Linked DNA regions of Mus musculus: all the other regions are linked to region 3. Evidence: chromatin contacts called from public capture Hi-C and promoter capture Hi-C data. All regions are on one chromosome and are shown on one strand. The core of a region is the stretch at or near the end of the contact, and the rest is flanking DNA. Distances in the headings are between cores, read along the strand shown.

Evidence for each region. Capture Hi-C pulls out chosen DNA fragments and counts their contacts.
Region 1: a contact with region 3 is called in a promoter capture Hi-C map of adipose tissue. The contact joins the promoter of Eif2b3 here to the promoter of Ipo13 in region 3. A contact is called at or near these places in 1 of 39 promoter capture datasets (liver) and 1 of 9 other capture datasets (adipose tissue).
Region 2: a capture Hi-C map of embryonic stem cells shows a contact between it and region 3, with 3 times the contacts expected there. The contact joins the promoter of Tmem125 here to the promoter of Ipo13 in region 3. A contact is called at or near these places in 1 of 39 promoter capture datasets (embryonic stem cells), 3 of 115 datasets of contacts at active chromatin or transcription factors (embryonic stem cells, epiblast stem cells and extraembryonic endoderm stem cells) and 1 of 9 other capture datasets (embryonic stem cells).

Annotation. Positions count from the first base shown.
Region 1 is chr4:117,016,107-117,020,837 of GRCm38.p6, reverse strand. Eif2b3 (eukaryotic translation initiation factor 2B, subunit 3) reads right to left here and starts at 1,436. Exons shown (of 12, transcript NM_001111277.2): 1 at 1,362-1,436.
Region 2 is chr4:118,541,460-118,545,801 of GRCm38.p6, reverse strand. It overlaps Tmem125 (transmembrane protein 125), which reads left to right and starts at 2,076. Exons shown (of 4, transcript NM_172383.3): 1 at 2,076-2,202; 2 at 2,303-2,446; 3 at 3,042-3,201; 4 at 3,431-4,342. The coding sequence starts at 3,570. The coding sequence ends at 4,220.
Region 3 is chr4:117,911,956-117,916,422 of GRCm38.p6, reverse strand. It overlaps Ipo13 (importin 13), which reads left to right and starts at 1,424. Exons shown (of 20, transcript NM_146152.3): 1 at 1,424-2,135; 2 at 3,914-4,467. The coding sequence starts at 2,052.

The sequences.
Region 1 (4,731 bases), core at 187-2,686, 900 kb after region 3:
TTTAATCACTGAGGCACCTCTCCAGCCCCCTATAGGTCCTTTTTAAGTGGACAGGTATTATTACGCTGTCATAGCTAGTGTGATGGCCTTTCCTAGATGTGACCCTCACTACAGATCAGTACATGCAACCTGGTGGTTCCAGACTCTAGAACCACTTCTAGAGGTCATCATATTGATGCTTGTGAATCTAGTGCCAATACCTGGTTATAAAGTGTGAATTAACCTCCTGGGCTCAAGTGATTCCCAGTCTTACCACCTTAGCAGCCAGAACTGCAGGTCTACGGCTACTCCTGCTTTAGGCTGGTTTTCTCCTGGGACAAGTAACCAAGTAGCAAAACTCTTTAAAAAGACTCTGCTCAGAAATCATCTTGCATAGCATGAAGCTACAACTAACTTTTTGCACACCAATGATGGGACTTCTTTCACCTGCTGCTTCTACTATACTCTGTACGGACTGTGTCAACCTTTATAGGCTTCACTGCAGGCATTCATTTAAATGCCTATTAAGAGTGAGTTCCTTGAAGTTGGGGACTATGTGTTGTCAGGATACACCCAGTCAGATGCCAGATACTATATGTGGAATGAGCATCTGTGAACCTCACAGCAACCCCACATTAGTGTTAAGCTCAAATGTGTACAAGAACACATTTGGAACCCAGGTGGCTAGAACCTAAAGTTCCTGTTCTCAATCTCTGGGTTAAGGAGGAAAAAAAAAAAAAAAGACGCAACCTAAGAAACAAGAATACTTATGAACCTAACCAATCATAAGGCTAGACTTAAAAGTTTCAACTTTACCGTCGTGACTCCCAATACCAAGTCGATGAGTCTCACCAGCCTCCAAGTTTTACAGGAGGCGTTTACAGAGTCCCAGTCATGCCTTCCTCACAGTTGCCGTCTTCTGTCCTAAATTGTAAGATCGGCTACTGCATTGTAATTGGTTTGCCAAACCTTTGCGCGCTGCCTAAAAGGGCCTTACTGTATCCCATTTAGTCCCTGCCTTGAGCCCAAATAAATGTGGGACGAATAAATAATGTGGAAACCATGTCAGCAAGGCACCAAGGGAGTCTAGTGCTCACTCGGTGTGACTTCGGGCAGAACTGTCCCTCCCTGAAACTCAGTTTTTCCATCTGTTGCACAAGGCTTGGACTCTCCAGTCCCCCAGTCGGGACGCATGGCTCTACGGCCAGGGCCGGCAGTGTCTCGCCCGGCGATTTCGGGAGCGCAGTCCCTGTCTGCCTACTCGGGTCCTGCTCGGCTAGCTGGCCTCCCTCACAGGAACCCGGCTTTCCAGCATCCGCGCGCCGCTCTCCCTGCTCAGCCAGCTCGTGCCCCGCCTGGCACCGCACTAGCCCCGGCTTTACCTCAGCTATCCGCACGCCGCAGCCTCTCCCAGCGCTCCCCACGCCGCCTCTGGCTGACAAGCCAAGAGCGCAGGCGCGCGGTGGCCGAGCGGTTCGATACGACGCGCCGACTCAGGAAGGAGGAACGAGTGCCGAGTAATAGATGGCAGAAGGCAAGGATGCTCTTGCGGAGCGTGCCGGAGACCAAGCGACCGACGAGCCGTGGCGTGGAGTTTCTGTATTGCTGCCTAGTGCTTGTTAAATGTCCCCTTCAATCTCTAACGTTTCGGAGTTGCCATTCTAAATCCCAGCCTCACGGCACTGTAAATTTGGCTTGTCAATACTTTTTGTTTTGTTTTGTGATTTTTTTTTTTCAAGACAGGGTTTCTCTGTGTAGCCCTGGCTGTCCTGGAACTCACTCTGTAAACCAGGCTAGCCTCGAACTCACAGAGAACCGCCAGCTGCAATCTCCCCTGCCTCTGCCCCCGGTAGACTGGGATTAAAGACCTGCACCAACACTCATAGAAGATTCAAGAATTTAAAAAAACAAAGCAAAACAAAACACCTACTAAATTCCCTTGCAAGCCAGCGGTTGGTTAGGCTTCTAGTGTGCAAGATGCCTGATTTGGCCTTTGTGTCAGCAAACTTTAGCCATTCAAACAATAAATTCATTTCTGATAGTGTGAGAACCGGACTTAGAGCGTTTCTCCCTGGGAGGTAAAGCCCCTAAAACATTCCCCCAAGCTTGTTTTCCCTGTTCTCTAAAAATACAGCTAGAAAGAAGCTCTTTGTTCTCTATAGCCAGCAAAAAGCCTTTTTGTTTCTATACCTTACAACCAGAGATGCGATAATTGTAATTTTACCAAGGATACCCGGCAGAGAAGAGCTGTTGAGTTATTGGGGTGCGGGCCAGCTCATCCCGGGACTTGAGCTGAGGCCCAGCTTTGGGGGTCTTACAATAGCACTTAATGGTTTGAAGAGAGTAAGTCGGGTTGAGCCTTGGGAAAGAGCCTTGCAAGCTGACTAGACAGCAAGTGCAAAGATCCTGCCCGTGGTGGTGAATGCCTATAATCCCAACACTTGGGAGGCAGAGGCAGGCCTATGTCTGTCAGTTCGAGGCCAGCCTGGTCTACAGAGTGATTTCCAGGACAGCAGGGCTACACAGAGAAACCCTGTCTCAAAAAACAAAAAAACAAAAAAACAGCAACAAACAAACAAATCCCAAAAGAAACCCCGGAGTTCAATAAAGAGTAGGAAGGGCACTGCAGCAGAAATAAAGTGAGAGGGGAAGTGGGTGAGTAAAGGCTACCAGAGGGAGCCAGATGGAGGAGACCAGAGAATTCAGACCCCACCGGCTTGTAGGCTATAGCAAGGAACATAAGTTTTTTCTGTGGAATGTATAATGAACATAACGTAAGAAAACAGAGACAGAAGCACTCTTTTTTAATAGCTTCTTAACTCAGATAGCACAGGAGGAAACAAGCCCCATGGTGTCTGCAGCCCAGGGCCTACAGTCCTGTCTTCATATTGGCATATAAAAGCTTTTAGTGTGGTTGTGCATGGTATTGCATGTCTGTGATCTCAAAGGCTGAGGGAGAAGGACTGTAAATCCTGAGCTAAATAAGGAGACCTGTCTCAAAAGTAGGAGTGGGGAGTGGGGACACCACAACGGTGACAACTTAAAGGGAGCATGAGTCTAAACTGGAATTTCACAGTCTGAGCCTAGGCCTGGGCCTGGACCTTTGATTGAGCCTTGGCCTTGACTCAAGCTATTTTGAATGATTGCTTATTTGATCAGAAATTATTGAGCAGATGAACATTATATGACAAGTTTTGTCTGTTGTTGTTGTTGTTGTTATTTATTACTATTACTATCATCCCTTTGAGATAGAGTCTCACAAGGCCCAGGCTGTCCTCAAACTTTATACCTGAGGCTGGCCTTGAGCCCCTGGTCCTCCTTTATCCACCTCTTGACTGGTGGGATTACAGGTGTATACTACCATAGCTGGCTTATGTAGCACTGGGTATCACACCCAGCGCCTGGAGCACACTAGACAAGTACTCTATCAACTTTACTATGTCTATAGCCAACAAGGTTTTGAAAGATCATGGAAGTTTCTAAGTCAAGAAGTCTCTGGAAACAAGGAAGGAGACCACATAAAAAGCAGTGATTGCCTGAAATACCCCAAATATCCAAGCTACCCTAAAATCCTGAATTTAGACAAATCTTAAAATTGTGAGAGAAAAAAATAAAAGTTGCTGTTCTTTTTTTTTTAAGAATTATTGATTTATTTTATGTATGTGAATACACTGTAGCTGTCTTCAGACACACCAGAAGAGGGCATCAGATCTCCACTATGGATGGTTGTGAACCACCATGTGGTTGCTGGGATTTGAACTCAGGACCTCTGGAAGAACAGTCAGTGCTCTTAACCACTGAGCCATCTCTCCAGCCCCCAACAGTTGCTGTTCTAAGCACTAAATTTTGGGGTAGTTAGTTAAACTGCAGTAAATAGCCCAGACATTCTCTCCTCTGACTGTTCTGGAACTCACTCTGTAGACAAGGCTGGCCTTGAACTCAGAGATTTGCCTGCCTGTAGCTCCAAGTGCTGAGTTTAAAGGCATGCAACACTCCCACCCAACTAATTTCTTAATCTTTTGAAAGCTCTCCCGGTTCCTTTTTTTCTCCAGTTTTCTTCCTTCCTTCTTTCCTTTCCTTTTAACTTTTAGCTTTTTCCTCTCTGCATGTGTATCTGTGTGAGAATGTCTGATCTCTTGGAGCTGGCGTTACAGAGGAGGAGGAGGAGAATTATCTCAGGTCTAAGGTAAACCCTATGTGAGCTACAATGTGGGTGCTGAGAATTGACCCTGGGTCCTCTGGAAGAGGAGCCAGTGCTCTAACCACTGAGCAATCTCTCCAGCCCCTTTTCCAGTTCTCTTAATCTTGAGTTGCTTTAGTATTTACCAGTTAGAAGACAGTCTGGTTTCTGTATTGAGAATAAAGGCATATGTTCATGAATGCCTTTAATCCTAGCACTTGGTAGACAGAAACAGGCAGAACTCTGTGGTGCCAGCTTGGTCTATATAGAAAGTTCCAGGCCAGCCAGTGAGACCTTGTCCCAAATTAATAATTTGTGTGGTGGCTCAAACCCTTAATCCCAGCCTGGTCTACGGAGTGAGTTCTAGGACAGCCAAGACTACTTAGAGAAGCTCTGTCTCCAATCGCAACAACAACAAACAAAGACTAATTGAAATATAAATAAATTAAGGAATTTGACTTTGACATTTGTCAGAACACCTAATATATGTCAAGCAATGCCTTAGATGCTGGGAGTAAGAGCACTCGGTGAGAAAGCAAGGGCTTGGAGTTCCCCCCAGACTTTAGCCAGAA
Region 2 (4,342 bases), core at 827-3,326, 630 kb before region 3:
TTGGGGGGGGTGGGGGGTTCGAGACAGGGTTTCTCTGTGTAGCCCTGGCTGTCCTGAAACTCACTCTGTAGACCAGGCTGGCCTCAAACTCAGAAATCCGCCTGCCTCTGCCTCCGGAGTGCTGTGATTAAAGGTGTGCGCCACCACCGCCCGGCTCTCCTCCTCCTTCTTGCTTTTTTGGAGAGAATGAGAGAGGAGTGGATCTGAGGGAGCGAGAGGGAGAGTCTCTGAGAGGAGGAGAGGAGAGGAAACTGGAGTTGAATTTGGATGTAATATGTGAGAGAAATGTAAAACAAATACATAACTAAGCTGACACTTAGACATACAGACCACGCTGCTCTGGACTTAGGAGGCTCCCTGTCTTCTGCAGCGAACAAAGCAAAGAGGAAGCCAGGCCAGGCACAGTTACCCTGTGCCCTGATCTGGGGAAGATTGACTTGGATTTCATTCTGTTGTTTGGGATTTTTGGTGGTGCTGCTGCTGCTGCTGCTGCTGGTAGTGGTTTGTTTAGTTTTTTAAATACACATCAAATGCAGAGAGAAGAACATACTAACATATAGTTTACAGAAGGGGTAGGACAGAAGATGTGGGACAAACTGTACATTCTCCAACCAGTCACCCTCTGCCCACTTGGGGCATGGTGTCTAGGACCCAGACTTGCTGATTAGAAGCAGAGCCCTGAACCATATCCCGGTTCCACCTTGAACACCCCTGTGGACACCCAGCATTGTCCAAATGCATCCCTGAGGCCCTCCAGGACCACACAGCCTGGGCCCAACTTGTCCTTCTGGTTTCATCCCAAAAGCTCAAAGGTCAAAATAGTCACACCGTCAGTCAGTTCACACTTTTATTTAGCCAGCCACTCAACAAACATTTATCGATTACCCTACGCGTACAGGCTACCGCTGGCTGCTGAGGTCATGGTGGTTAGTAAACTAGTACTTATCCCTGCAGTGGCTGGGGATACACCTCTGGGTCAGGGGTGAAAGCTAACTAACTAAAGATCTGTTGCGAATGAATATGGAAGAAACACGGGTCGTGAGTGCAGTCGGATCAGCCAGATCAGCCAAGGCATTTCAGCTCAATGATTCAAGTTGGCCAGACTCGGCCAGAGAGAGGCCGGAGGTAGGTGGGGGACAGTCCAGCTGAAGGGCAAGGGCTTCTTTTGCCTTGTCAAGAGTTGTGAAACTTATCCAACTGTCCAGCTCCAGCTGTCTACCTGAAAGGCCTCTACCCACTCATGGGGCAGGCTAATCCTGCCACTCACTTGAGGCCTCAAGGAAAATAAACAAAGGGCTTATTGGGGGAAAGCCTAAGACAGAGCTGGAGCTAGGTTTGGGGTATCGCTGATGCTGGACGCTGGGGCTGAGGATACAGTGGGATTCAGAACTAAAGTCCAGAATCAGCTGGAATGAGGAGGTTTCAGGCCAGTTGGAACCTCCTACTGGCTCTCCTCCTGCCTCAGCCTCTCAGGGTGCAAAGATTGCAGGCCTGGCTGTAGATCTTCGGGGAGGGGCTGAAGGTAAAATTAAGTTGGAGTTGTGGGGTGGGCTAGGGCTCAGACTGGGGCAGAGGGCCAGCATTCTTTCCTCCTGCTGACCCAATCTGCATATTGTGTTTCAGACCTACCAGCAGCGGACAGAAGCCCCTCCCTTCCCAGGAATGTCTCAGCCCCACTGAAGTCGCAGGGCCACGTCAGCCAATTGGCTCAGGCCCTGCCCTGGAAACAGCACCTGTTAATCCCCCCCTCCTTCCAGCTCACCTGGGTGCAGGTTAGGCAGGTGAAGCGTCTCCCCGGAAACAGACCTAGAGCGCCCAACCTGCTGGGTCCTGCCTGCTCAAATCGGATTCAGCACAGCCAGGCGTCCCGTGAGTGCCCCATACGCCCCACCCCCACCTTTTTCACGGGTTCTACTACCGGGAACCTCCACCCACGCTGGGGTCGTTCCCCAATAGACGGTGTCAGCACCTTCAGATGAGCAAGCCACAGTCCTGAGGAATGCTGGGACAGACTCCGCCCACGGTCCCTCCCCCAACCACCCTTGGGGCGTGGGCATTTACCCCACCCACCTTGCGTGCCAGGCAACCTCTCTGCAAAGGGCAGAGCGGTCCCCTACTCTGTCTCGTTGGAGTAAAAACGTGGTCTCGGCAGTGTGGTCCATGTGGGTTCTGATTCACCCCGAGTCTCTCTGGCTCAAAAAAGTATGTTTTGAGCTCCTTTGCCCCGTGGGAAGTCTAAAAGGAGTATGTTAGATGACTTCTCCCACTCCTCAGAATTAACTTCTCTGTCCTCACTTTTCAGAAAAAGCCTCTAAGAGGTGAGCTGGGGCTTCCCTGCCCCACTCCCGTCCCTCCTGGACTCGCAGCTGACACCTACAGGATCGGTCTCTCCTGCTGCCGGAAGTTGGGTTCCTTGCCGGCAGTGCTAGCTTTATTTTTACCTGATGTGAGTCATGCCGCCTGTCTTGTAGGGAACAGGTTAAATGAGTAACACTGTTAGATCCCTCCCCACATTCCCACGATGGGAAGGACTAGGCTGCGGTTCAAATCCTGAGTCCTCCTTTTGCTGCCTTAGAGAACACGTGGAGCCGTTTAGCAGGGGATGGACCCGTGGGGAGCAGGCAGGTTCTGGATGAGCGCCGAGAACAGGACTGGATAGAGATATGTTTAGAGGCAAGAGACAGCCCCTGGGGCCATGGATTGGCAAAAGCAGAAGGCGCTGAGGAGCCCCCGGAGTGGGCCGAGAGGGAGGGTGGGTGGTAACAGCATCTTGAGAAAGGAACACAGGAGGAACAGGTTCAGGGTAAGATGAGGAATTTGGGTTGGGCCCTGTTGCATCAGAGACGACCAGCACTGGAAGGAGAGACTTGGAGCATGCGTCTTCTTTTGCCTGACGGAGATAGGGTGGAACTAGAGGAAGAACGGTGTTAGGGGTCAGATCCTGACCCACAGAGAAGGAAGGGTACAGCCCTATGAGAGAAGGGTCAGGCTCAGCCTGCTGGTTCCAGAAGGGTTAAGTCACCAGCCTCCCTTTCCCATAGCTTCCCCCACCCAGGACCCAGCAGTGACAGCTGAGGCCATGTGAGTCTGATCCTGAATGAGGCATTATCTCTGACAGTTTGTCCTGTCATCCACTGTGGCACCACCAGCTTCCTCCGACAGCCTGGATGGAACAGGCCACCGAGACAGCCTGTGTGAGAGGTCAGGAGCTGGGCAAGGGGATTCTCTGAAGGGGAAGGGGAGCTCTGTGGTGGAGGGAACTCTGTTGGGGTCAGGGGAGGTGCTTTGGCAAGGTGCAGTGCTAGGGTTGTAGCTCTTGGGAATAGGTCCTGAGGACCCCGGGGAAGATTCTTGGGGCCCTTCCCTGAGACTCCCAGATGAGGCTATAGGGCCAGATGGGTGGGAAATAACTTGTGATCCTGTCCTGCAGGTGAGGGTAACCATAGCCTGGACTAAGAAGAGGAGACTGGGCTTCTCGCTGGCAACCAGGTGATGGGGACACAGGGTCACGACAAACACCCTCTGAACCCTGACAGTGATCCTCTGTCCTGACCCTGCCTGACCAAGCCATGTCCCAGCAAGCCTCAGTGGGCAGGGGGCTGCCCCCAGATGTGCTGGCAGAGCAGGTGGAGCTATGGTGGTCCCAGCAGCCCCGTCGCTCCTTGCTCTGTTTCTCCGTGGCCGTGATCCTTGTGGCTGGCTGTGGGGCCGGTGGTGTGGCGCTGCTGTCCTCCACCAGCAGCCGATCCGGCGAATGGCGACTAGCCGTGGGCACTGTGCTCTGTCTGCTGGCCCTGCTGGTTCTGGTGAAGCAGCTGATGAGCTCTGCCGTGCAGGATATGAACTGCATACGCCAGGCCCAGCACGTGGCCTTGCTGCGCAGCGGCGGAGGCGCCGACGCTGTTGTAGTGTTGCTCAGTGGCTTTGTGCTGCTGGTCACTGGCCTGACCCTGGCTGGGCTGGCTGCTGCCCCGGCCCCGGCACGGCCACTGGCTGCCATGCTGTCTGTGGGCATTACCTTGGCTTCCTTGGGCTCAGTCTTGCTGCTGGGGTTGCTACTGTACCAGGTGGGTGTGAGTGGACACTGCCCTCCGATCTGTACAGAGGCATTCTCCGCCCAAAATGGCCACGGTGATAACAGTAGCATCTTTAGCATCTCAGGACAGTTGTCTTCTGGCCAGCGTCATGAGACCACCTCCAGCATTGCCAGCCTCATCTGACAGAGATGGAGCCCTTCTTCCCATGCCCTGCCTCAGTATCCCCAGAACTTGTGGCAGACATTCACAGGTGCACGCATATATGTGTGTCGCCCCCACCCCCGCCATGGCATTTCATGATATGT
Region 3 (4,467 bases), core at 175-2,674:
AACTTTGCTACTGCTAGAAGGCTGTGTTGGGAAGAGTTTAGTCAATAAGGAGAGAGAAGCCATATAGTAAGCCCAAATTGAGCTTAATATAATTTATCTAAAAAAAAAAAGTTTTAGGCTGGGCATGGTGGTACATAACTTTAATTCTAGCACTTTGGAAGCAGACACAAGTGGGTTTCGGTGAGCTGGAAGCCAGCCTGGTCTACAGAGTTTCAAGATAGCCAGGGCCTCACAGAGAAACCCTGTCTTGGAAAAAAAGAAAAGAAAAGAAAAAGAAAGATCCTTCTGTTTGAAATCATTTCCTTTCCTGCTGACAGGAGTCAAGGAAAGAAAAAGTTGAGCATGGAGAGGAAGTGCCTGCTGGGAGCAGGGCTTGCCTTCCTCCAACCTCAATTTCCCCATTTTAGCTGAAGACAATGAATAAAAATACCCACTCAAGCCCGGGCTACATAGTGAGATCCCCGCTTGAAAACAAAGAAGGTGGAGGATGTGGTTCAGTTGACAGGGTGCGCGGGAGGCACAGCACTTCAGACACCCATCTTGGTGGCACACTCCTGTAATCCCGGGAGTGCTGGGATTAAAGAGGTACACTCCCCACCCCAAGGCAAGAGACTCCATCTCAAAACAAACCAACCCGCCACAGCAGAATAGAGAGAGAACAAAACCTAAGGTAAAGCCATGAGCTATTCTTACTTGAAACATAATGAAAACCTTAACGATTTCCCTTCTCCTCCTCGTTTCACACACACATACACGCGCGCGCGCAGAATAATATGATTTCCCGGTTGCTCCCGAGCAGATCCACAGTGCTTTTTTTTTTTTTTTTAATTGTGGGGCACCAAGTAACTCCTATCTTTCCTCTTCTTTAGCGGGTGCTGATGGTCACCAACACAACCAGTTCCCTGTGCCTGAGCGCCGACCAAACGTGACCCTCTCCCCTCCATTCTTGGCTTCCAACTCCACCCAAAGGCCCCATGAATCACGTCTTCGCAAGAGTTGCACTCCTAGGCAATGTGACTGAGCAAGATGGTCCTCTGCCCTAAGCCGAGAATAGGATAGGGTTCCATAGGACCCCCAACCCACGTGCTCCAAGCCTCCCTCCTCAGGAGCCACCTTCCGGTCCGACGAAAACTACATTTCCCAGGGTGCATAGAGGCGGGTCCTTGCTTCAGGCAGGGGCCCCTGGCGGTGTGCCGTTCCGTCGCCTGTTCGGGGGCGCGCGAGCTAGCACGAGGACAGGGCCAAAGACCCGGAATGAGTTTCCGCGTAGTTCCGCCGTGCCGTGTCTCGATGTGCTTGGCCGTGCCGGGCCAGGACAAGCGTGGGTGGGGGCCTAAGTTGGTGGTACTGGCGACAGGCGCTCGGGACAGCCCGAGTCTTGCTGAGGTCCCCGCCCCGTCCCGGCCGGGCCGGCCTGTCTGTCAGTCACTGGGGCGGAGGCAGCGACCGTAGCGGGGCCAACGCCGGGAGGCGAACAGATCGCGGGCCAGGCGAACGGAGGGGACCTATCTCAGTCCCCCAACTCTACCGACTCTGCCCCAGACTCACGAAACTGCAATCCCGTGCTTCCTTGGACGTCTCCGTATCTCGCGAAGGGCTCTCTCCCGGGTGATCTCCCAGCCCCCCTGACCTCATAGCATCTAGAAGCTCGTCCAGACTGGGGTGTTATGGGTACAGGCCGTTGATTCTGTGACCCCTCACGGGCCAGGGCCTCTGTTTCCCCTATAGGCCTCCCTCCCCTATGACTTTTGATTCAAGGGACAGAGCTGTGACCTCCCACTAGGACCCTTGTCTGGGAGTACCTCACGGACGCCTCCCTTCTGGGAGCCGCCTTAGCGGGTCCCTTTCCGAAGAGCACATCTTTTGACCTCTGCAACCCACTCCCCCTCCAAACGAGGTGGGCAGGCCTCGGCAGCCATGCCCGCCCTGGGCATCCCCTCATCCCACCACCTCCCGGGTACTCAAGCCGGGGTCTAGCAGGGGGCCGACAGCCAAAGGGCTGGGGCAAGAAAGAGATCAGGGTCCACCTCCCTGCCAGGCAGGGAGCAAAGATGGAGCGGCGGGAGGAGCAGCTGGGGGCTGCAGGGGCTGGAGCAGCACCAGCCTTGGACTTCACTGTGGAGAACGTGGAGAAGGTATGAGGGCCTTGGGGTGGGCACTCCAGTGACAGAGCAGAAGTTCTGGGGACTGACACTAATGCCAAAGCTCAGACGCGGGCTCAGTGCCCGCTGGGATGATGCCCCCAGAGCACCTGGTATTTACCATCTCTCTTGGGCAGCCGGCTTGGACAGCAGTGTTGCAGTGCCTAATGGGCTATTTTGGGCTTTCTGTAGACACAGGTCCCCTTTCGGATAGATACTCTAGGATCTTAGGTTGTTCCCTGTAGGGTGCTGAAGGGTTTAGACTTATAACCAAATCGGCTCCTGCCCAGATCCAGGAGAAAAGCAGGCGGAGTTCTGGAGGGAACCAGAAACTCACAAGACCTGCCACTCAGCCACCCCCACCCCCACGTTAGAAACCACACGGATGCTGAATGATCCTGGACCCGACTCACTTTTTTTCAGTCAAAGGCTCACAAAGATATCTGGAGCTAAACCCGTCTGAGTTATATGTTCATTTATCTTCAGAAAGGGTCTTTTCCTTATTGGATGGAAGTCAAACCGGTCCTGGACAGGCAGGAGTGTGCCTGGCTCTCTTGTTTTGTGCTGGGTCCAAGGGGCTTGGCTCTGCTGGCAACTTTACAGGGCCCTTCCTTCCTTACCTGCCCACATGGCTTTCTGCCATGGCCTCCTTCCAGACTTCTCCATTGCCCAGGCCATCTTTTTCTATTCTATTCTTCTCCCAGCAGCCTGGAATGCAGGAATGCACCCGCCCCACCCCCAATACTCCCAAGGATGATCCGAGAGGTAGGGGTATCCTACTGGATAGCAAGGGGCAGTCATAGAAAAACATTTGTTGTTCTTGAGGCTTGTTTACCTAACAAATGTTGAGAACACATATCTTCTTGTTCGGTCTCTTGTCTCCTTTTGCTTCCTTGAGTGGCTGGCTGTACAAGGGACAGTAGCCATAACTGGCTTTCAGGGGGCGGGAGGGTACAGATTTGGTTAATCCTAGTTGGATGGAGTCCATTTAGGGAACCTGGCTGGCCCTTGGGGCTGGACAGTGTTGGCATGGTGGCACATGGTTGGTTTCATGTGCTGCCAGGGAGATGAGCCATTGTTTTCTCTCTGCATGAAGTCCCAATGGAGTTGGGCCTTGGGGATTCTGCTGCTGACAGCTCCCGGGTAGGCACTTGCTTAGGCTGCTTCTGGCCAAGGCCTCTCTGCATCATCTGATTGGAGACTTACTTGTACTCTCTGAAGATGTATGTTCCCACCCTCCCTTCCAGTGTATCCGTTCCAGAGCTACCTGGCCTGAAGCAGTCCTTCTCAGATTTCATACTGGCTTTAGTGCCAGCCTCTGGAGTGACCTCGGGATGATCCTGGGGGAGCAGATGGAGTTTGCTTGTTGGAATCAATGGGAGGAGCTGTATCTAAAGAGCCAGGCTCCTTCAGGCTGTTCTGTACTTGTCTGGAGCTTACATTTATTCCCCGTGGAGTCATTCCCTCCTCCTAGGCCTTGCCCTTACATACCTCCCTGTGGGACGAGCCCAGCCCCGGCCTTTTCTGCTTTCCTGTGGAGAGTCCCTCTCAGAACCCGTTTGTACTATAAGAAGAGAATATGATAGAGCATGGGCAAGATTCAGGCTTTCAAAAGGTCAGCGGAATCCTGAGCTCTCTCCCTTCCTACTCACTCCGTCTTCCCCCAAGTCAGGGAGAGGCAGCATCTTGCAGGACCGAGTCCCACCCTCTGTTCTGGGCTCTGGCAGGATCCAGAGTAGCCAGCACCTGCTCAGTCCTGTGCTGTCCTGCAGGCGCTGCACCAGCTCTACTACGACCCCAATATTGACAACAAGAACCTGGCTCAGAAGTGGCTGATGCAGGCCCAGGTCTCTCCACAGGCCTGGCACTTCAGCTGGCAGCTACTACAGCCAGACAAGGTGCCCGAGATCCAGTACTTTGGGGCCAGTGCCCTGCACATCAAGATCTCTCGCTACTGGAGCGACATCCCCACCGACCAGTATGAAAGCTTAAAGGCACAGCTCTTCACCCAGATCACCCGCTTTGCCAGCGGCTCCAAAATTGTGCTGACTCGGCTGTGCGTGGCGCTGGCCTCACTAGCTCTCAGCATGATGCCTGACGCTTGGCCATGTGCTGTGGCAGATATGGTTCGGCTCTTCCAGGCTGAGGACTCGCCGGTGGATAGCCAGGGCCGTTGCCTGGCCCTGCTAGAGTTGCTGACAGTACTGCCCGAGGAGTTTCAGACCAGCCGCTTGCCCCAGTACCGCAAAGGTCTGGTGCGGACCAGCCTGGCTGTGGAGTGTGGGACTGTCTTCCCATTGCTGGAGCAACTGCTACAACAGCCCAG